Regions from separate parts of the Mus musculus genome. Here region 1 is linked to region 2. The links are chromatin contacts, called in public promoter capture Hi-C maps. All regions are on one chromosome and are shown on one strand. Each heading gives the region's core, a stretch centred on a gene start, on an enhancer-like site or on the middle of the called end of the contact. The rest is flanking DNA. Distances are from core to core; before and after follow the strand shown. Region 1 holds the start of Tnni3 (troponin I, cardiac 3). Region 2 holds the start of Tarm1 (T cell-interacting, activating receptor on myeloid cells 1).

Region 1 (3,859 bases), core at 805-3,304, 1.0 Mb before region 2:
GCAGGTGGATTTCTGAGTTCGAGGCCAGCCTGGTCTACAGAGTGAGTTCCAGGACAGCCAAGGCTACACAGAGAAACCCTCTCTCTCTCTCTCTCTCTCTCTCTCTCTCTCTCTGTGTGAGCATGTGAGCGCCTGCGCAAGCACACATGTAGGTGCCTTCGGAAGCCACAAGAGGGCACCATGTCCCCAGAAACTAGAGTTAAAGGTGGTTATAAGCTTGGGTTCTGGGTGCAAACTCAGGGTCTCTGAAAGAGTATCAAACCCGCTTAGCAACTGAGCCAGTTCTTCAGCCCCAGATCTGACCTCTTTCTTCCCTTCTCTTTCAGTGCCTGCTCAAGAACCCTTCACTATCCACTTTCTGCCTCTCGATTCTTCGCAGACTCTCCACCACAAGACTTGCTACCAGGGCCGGTTCCAGCTCCTCTACGTGTCCTGTGGGTAAGAGACCTAGGATTGGGCCCCAGTTTATTCGTTGTCAGAAGCCGGAACTTAAGCTTTGCAGTCTCCATCCTGCTCTGGACCTCCGTCCCCACCTGTGTATCTCAGCTCCTAGTCCTTTCTCTCCTTAGGATGGTCCATCTTCTCAGCCCTGAGCTCGGGGCTTGCGTGGCCCCCGGAGGGAACCTGGTTGTGGAATTAGCTCGGTGAGCCAGAGGAGTGGGGTGGGAAGGTCACAGCTGGGCCAAAAGCCAGGTCTCCTCACACACAGTTTCCCAACATAGGTACTTGGTGGACCTGCGGCCCAAGGAGTTGAAGGCGTTCTCTGACCGCGTTGTAGAGATAGCGCGGGTGGCTGGGTTCGCCCCTCACACTGCAACCAAACCCTCGGAGACTTTTGCGAGGTTCTACAAGTTAGGGGACTCCACTCCGGGTGGCGGAGACTCAGCTGTGGAATCTGGACCCGCGCCCTCCAAAGTGGAATCTACCCGCGCCCCTCTCCCAGAATCGATAAGTCCGCCCCAGGCTAACCAGGCCCCCTCTCTAGAGGCGATGAGCCCACCCCTGGCTGACCTGGCCCCACCTCTAGAGACAATGTGTCCACCCCAGGCCAACCAGGCCCCTCCTCTAGAAGCGTTGAGCCCATCCAAAGCTGACCAGATCCCACCTCTAGAGGCGATGAGCCCACCCCAGGCTAAGCTAGTCCTGCCTGTAGAAGCAATCAGCCTTCCCCAAGCCGACCTGGCCTCTCCTCCGGAAGTGATAAGCCCACTCCAGGAAGCTATGGCAACGTCCTGGGTGAATGCACCTCCAAAACATGTAACATGAACCCCAGGGACCACGTAGCCCACCTTTAACTGCTGAAGCAGGCCCAGGGATTGACATCACCAGCTCAGCCCACCTGCATGCGGTTTTACTCTGCGTTCCTTCTCAACCCCAGGGATATGACTAGAACTTCAAATTCCTTTCCTGGAACTCTCGGTTGTACTATTTGGGGGGTAGGGGTGAGGGTGGGGGATGGGTCCTAGACTGTTATCTGAGACTTATCCTGACAAGGATCGAAGGCTGAAGGGACAACCCTGGGCTCCAGATCCTCTCTTTTGTCTTGGGCCTTTCTTGACATGCTGCTTTTGGGAAGGACAAGGGCATAGCCTTCCTTGAATGTGATTCAAATAAAAAGCGCAGGGTCACCTCTGTGTGTCCTGTCCTCAGTCGGTCTCCAGTGCCAAGAAGGGTGGGAGCAGCAGGGATGGGTCCCGATTGTGGGTTTGCAAGTGGGCTTGGCTGAATTTCACAGGAGTGAAGGATAAGATCCTTCAAACTAAACATGCCAGGGCCACTGAAACCGACAGAAACGTGGGGGAGAGAAAGGACACACTAGGTCCCAGAAAGACTGCAGTTCAGTGAGGGACCTAGGTGTGAGGACAGAAGGCCGGCATGGATTTCTGGGTATGAACATGGGAAGCTGAAGTCTAGACTCTTGGATTTGAGAGAAGAGGGACCTTGCTCCGGGTTTTCCTAAGTTTGAGGGAGGAGGGAGCTGGGGCGCTAGAGTCAAAGGAGGAGGGGTGTAGATCCTGGGCACCTTGGTTGACCCAACTGGAGCTTTGCACACGGCTCCCCTCACACCCTGTTATCGCTTATCCTGGGCAGGGGAGGAGACAGCAGTATATTTAGTCTTTGTCCTCGCCCCTTATCTCAGTGTCCTCAGTGAGGCTTGAGCAGCCCAGAGGAAACCCAACCTCTAGAGACCTCCAAGGTCACCAGGGACACCCTTCCAGGACCCTCCAGGAATCTCCGATCCTGTTCTCTGCCTCTGGAGATCATCATGGCTGATGAGTATGTGAATCTTCGTAGCCTTGGGGTGGAGACCTCAACAGGGAGAGGTGCGGTGGGTCTTGAGGGTGCAACCAGGTTGGATACTTGTCCTGAGAGAGTAGGAGGCAAGGGTGGTTGGATTTCTGTAGAAATGAGGTAAGAATTTGGGAATCAGACTCCTGGGGTTCAAGAGTCAGGGGACCACCATCAGTGATTTCCTCTTCACGGTTTCTCTCTCTTCAGGAGCAGCGATGCGGTGAGCTGTGAGCTAAGAAGTGGGGTAGGGAACCTTCGGTCCAGAGTGGGTGCTGCAGGGAGAGGACTGGGGACCAGTGGGCAGGGGAACCTGCCGCTAGAGGTGAGGTATCCAGGAAGGGCTGGATGGGAGGGTTTGGGTAGTGATGTAGCCTGCTTCAATTCCAGGCTGGGGAACCGCAGCCTGCGCCTGCTCCTGTCCGACGCCGCTCCTCTGCCAACTACCGAGCCTATGCCACCGAGCCACACGCCAAGGTGGGGCGGGGTCCAAGAGGATGGGCTTCTGGGTTCAAGAATCCTCTGAGACCCAGAAGGGGGCAGGACCAAGGCCCTGGAAAGGGGTGGTAGGGTGATGGGCAGAGCCCTATGGGTGGGGCAGAATTTCAGAAAGGTTCAGGTTGGGCTTGGTGACAGCGGCCTGTGGTTGGGGGGAACTTGCCTACAGCAAGGTTTAGGCGTGAGCGTAGTGGTTAGCAGTGAATAGATAGGCAGTGCGTAGCTCTAGTCGGAGACAAAGATTGGTAGATGGGACCGAGGAGCGTGGCTTCCAGTGGACTCCGCGTTCTGGTTGAAGAATGTCTGACCCGAATGGGTATGCACTCGAGTGGGTCGTGATGCCTTGCAGCTCCACCCAGTGTCCACTTTGGGACCTCACACTGACCTTTCTCCATATCACCTTGGCAGAAAAAGTCTAAGATCTCCGCCTCCAGAAAACTTCAGTTGAAGGTGATGATGAGGTCGCAGTGGGTGGGCTTGGGTGGGCGGAGCTTTGGGGGAGTGGTTTCGCTTCCGGAGTGTGTCAGTCCCCGCCTCCCCCGCCCCCCCCCCCCACGTGCGCGCGGGCAGAAACGAGGCAGGTTTTGAATAAAAGACACAAACTTGGATGTTCGGATATTCTGTCTCTCTGGAGGATGGAGGGAAATTTGTTATTCTTATACTTTTTGGGACTCTGTTGTCTGCTCCAACCATTCCGCAGACTCTGATGCTGCAGATTGCGAAGCAGGAGATGGAACGAGAGGCAGAAGAGCGACGTGGAGAGAAGGGGCGCGTTCTGAGGACTCGTTGCCAGCCTTTGGAGTTGGATGGGCTGGGCTTTGAAGAGCTTCAGGTACCAGTTTACAAAGCAAGGATTCCGGATAAGCCTGGGACCCGAGGTTCCTCATCTCTGGCCTGGCATCCCTTGGGTATCAGGAGCATAAGCACCATCTCAAGTTCTGCTCAGGATCTGCAATCCTTATGCCAAGCAATACGTTCAGCCCTACAGCTTCAAAACCCAGTGTATTTCTCCAGCCTCTATCTGCCAGGTCTCAGAATTCTTAGTTCCCGGCCATATTTCTTTAAGTTCCCT
Region 2 (3,549 bases), core at 309-2,808:
TCTCTGTCTCTCTCTCTCCCTACCTATCTTCTTTTCTATCTGTCGACCATTCATCTATATCTATCATCTGCCATGCCTATAATTTATCAGATCTTTTTCTCCCACCTTGGTGTACACATTGTGTAGATAAAAAACTAGACTATTTTAGCGCTCTTAAAAGTGTTCTTGGCCCTCCTCTCTATAGTCAATTTCTACTTCTTCTTAGATAATCCATTTTGAATTTTTCTGTGACTGGGTTTTGCCTGCAGTTGACCAGGATAGCTAGAGTTGGACCACATGCATTCTTTGTGTCCAAGTTCTTTCACACTCCATGTTACTTCTGAGATTTCATGGTCTTACATGTATTTTATTTATTTATTTATTTATTTTTGTGGAAGCTTGAGATCATTCACTTTTATGATTATATTATGATTTATTTATCATCCTCATTGGGCTCCTTCCACCCTGATCTTTTATGGATAATGATAATTGTATCATTTTATCAATTTGATCTTTTATGAATAATCATGATAATTCTTTTTGAGATTGTTTTTGGTGATGGCACTGGGGTTTAAACTTAGTGACTCATGCATCCCAGATAAGCACTATACTCCTGAGCCATGGGCCTAGTCTTGACCTGAGCATCTTCATGTGTTCAGCAGCTTCCTTGACTGAAAAATTCTGTCCCCAGTACCCAGATTGAAGCATAAGGATAAGAAGTTCAAGACCATCCTCATCAGTGGGAAATTTGAGACCACCCTGGACTATATATTGAGACCTAGTTTCAAACCAAACCAAACAAACACTAAACTAAACTCTCATACTAAAACAAATATTAAAGGCAAATGTCATCATGACTAATGTTCACTCATGTAGCTTGAAATGCATTTGGGGACCTTTGACTGTGGCTTTTGTTGGTAGAGTGCTTGTCTAGCAAACACAAAGCCCAGGGTTCAATTCCCAGCACTGCCTAAACCATATGTGGTGACACATACCCATAATCCCATCAGGAGGTAGAAGCAAGAAGACCAGAAGTTCAAGGTCATCTTCAGGGCTGGAGAGATAGCTCAGTGGGTAAGAACACTGACTGCTCTTCCGAAGGTCCTGAGTTCAAATCCTAGCAACCACATGGTGGCTCACAACCACCTGTAATGAGATCTGACGCCCTCTTCTGTACGTCTGAGGACAGCTACAGTGTACTTACATATAATAAATAAATAAATAAATAAATAAATAAATAAATAGTCATCTTCAGTTACATGGTGATTTTGAGGCTGCCCTGGGCTACATGAGATCCAGCAAAATAAAATGGAAAGAGAAACTGTCTGGGCTCTGTCACTTTTCCTCAGTAAGGAGAGGCAGATCATCTCTAGTAGGAAAGGAATATTGGCCAACGTCTAGTGACTATGATATATGACTCTCAGTTTACACAAATCTCAGCTCAGTATAAACCCAGCAAGCCCAGTGTTAGGCCCTTTGAAAATTACTTGTGTAAGGCCTGAAATTTGAAACGGAAGAGGACCAAGTGAGGCAAGTCTCTGAAGGGGTTTATAGGAACATGTTGCAACAGATAGCATCAGCACATTTCCTGCGAGTGAACGTGTGAGGAAGGAACTGAGCAGCGATCTCAAAACCAATCCTGCCTACTCCCTGAGCTTGGGGATGCTGATGTCCTGGCCACTTTCTTCTGCTGATAGTAGACCTGCTGAAGACCTTTGGACCAGCCGCTGAGCCACCATGATCTCTAGGCTCCTTTCCCTTCTCTGCCTCCGTAAGTTATTCAGGGTGGGACACTCAGTTTCCAGGAAATCATAAAGCTGGTGAGATACTTGGGTGGGGACTGAAGCCAGAATTTACACCAGATCAGTGTGCTGAGTGCATAGGACAAACCAGAAATTTCAGTGAGTTCACTGTACATGTTAGGGCAAAACAAATGCTCAACATGTAGTAGACAGAGATGGGGAAAAGATAGGGGCTGGGGCTGTAGCTTTGTTGGTAGTGCTTACCAAGTGTACGTGAAGCCCTAGTTCCATTCCCAGTACTATAAATCAAGAATAGTGACATGCAACCTGTAACTCCGGTACATGGTAGATGGAGAGAGGCAAATAAAATTTGAAGATCATCTTTAGCTAAGTAGGGAGTTTAAGGAATGCCTGGACTACATAAACATCCCCCCTCCCTTCAACACACGCACAGACAGACACAAAGCAGATAGAGCATAGATATAATGTAAAGGAATCAAAACTAGAAATTCTATGTGCTGTTGCTAGCCAAGGTTGAGTCAGCAGCCCGCTATTTTCTTTTATACGAAGCCAACTTGTTATGATTGAGATAGGACAGAGACCAACATCAGAAAGACCTTCTTGTTTACTTATTTTTAAAATTTGTTGAGACAAGATCTTACCATGCAGCCTTGGTTGATCTTACTATGTAGACCAAGCTGGTCTTGAACTTACAGAGATCGTCCTGCCAAATGCTGAGATTACAGGTTTGTGCCACCATGTCTAGCTCTTTTTAATAAATAAATAAATAAATAAATAAATAAATAAATAAATAAATACTACTACTACTACTACTACTACTACTACTACTACTACAATAGATGACAAATGTTATTAAATAACTTTCCTTAGCAAGGTGTAATCCCAGCTCTAGAGAGGAGGAGTCAGGAGGAGTTCAAAGTCATCTGGTTCCGTCGTGAATTTGAGCCCAGCTGGGTTATATGAGACTGTATGTAAAACAATGAAACAAAGCATGTACAGTAGAACATCTTTAATCCTAGTTCTGAGGAGGCAGAGACAGGCGGATCTCTGTGAGTTTGAGGTCAGCCTGGTCTACATAGCAAGTTCCAGGCCAGCAGGAGCTAAATAGTGAGACCATCCTAACCCACTCCCTATTTAAAAACAAATGAACAACCCTAAAAGCCTTCTGAAGAAGATTAAGTTTGCTTTTATAGGTTAGAAATCTGATCTGAATTTGCAAACCAAAGTGATTTCCAACATATTTCAGAGATTTGTTTGTTTGTTTGGTTGGTTGGTTTTTCAAGAGAGGGTTTCCTCTGTATAGCCCTGGCTGTCCTGGAACTCACTTTATAGACCAGGCTGGCCTCGAACTCAGAAATCCACCTGCCTCTGCCTCCCGAGTGCTGGGATTAAAGGCGTGCGCCAGCACACCCGGCTCAATATTTCAGAGATTTTGAGGAAACCAAATTTCAACCCACGTGTGTCTAACCCAAACAGTATTACTGGTTCCATGTTGCTCAGAGTTCTATGAACAGGGCTGAGTTTACAGGGTTCCTTGTTGTGGGACCATCTTGGAGATGTTTGATGGGACTTGGAGTTTGTCTTGATTTTGTTGTTAACCTTACAATTGTTGGATTATGTGGGAAGAGGAGCCTCATTTGAGAAAATGCCCCCATCAGATTGCTTGTTGGTAAGTCTGTGGGGGCATTTTCTTTTCTTTTTTATGGTACGCTTCACAAATTTGCATGTCATTTCACAGACTACACTAATCTCTGGATCATTTCAACCTTAGTAAGTGTGCATCTTCTTGATTAATGACTGCTGTGGT

Evidence for each region. Promoter capture Hi-C pulls out the DNA fragments that hold promoters and counts their contacts.
Region 1: a contact with region 2 is called in a promoter capture Hi-C map of liver, with 2.9 times the contacts expected there. The contact joins the promoter of Tnni3 here to the promoter of Tarm1 in region 2. A contact is called at or near these places in 5 of 39 promoter capture datasets (the 3T3-L1 cell line, the HPC-7 cell line, HPC-7-derived erythroid cells and 3 more), 1 of 115 datasets of contacts at active chromatin or transcription factors (embryonic stem cells) and 2 of 9 other capture datasets (adipose tissue and embryonic stem cells).

Annotation. Positions count from the first base shown.
Region 1 is chr7:4,520,723-4,524,581 of GRCm38.p6, reverse strand. It overlaps Tnni3 (troponin I, cardiac 3), which reads left to right and starts at 2,054. Exons shown (of 8, transcript NM_009406.4): 1 at 2,054-2,277; 2 at 2,500-2,512; 3 at 2,680-2,766; 4 at 3,196-3,237; 5 at 3,488-3,619. The coding sequence starts at 2,267. Dnaaf3 (dynein, axonemal assembly factor 3) reads left to right here. Exons shown (of 12, transcript NM_001033548.3): 10 at 327-438; 11 at 570-644; 12 at 723-1,649. The coding sequence ends at 1,266.
Region 2 is chr7:3,500,633-3,504,181 of GRCm38.p6, reverse strand. Tarm1 (T cell-interacting, activating receptor on myeloid cells 1) reads left to right here and starts at 1,558. Exons shown (of 6, transcript NM_177363.4): 1 at 1,558-1,750. The coding sequence starts at 1,717.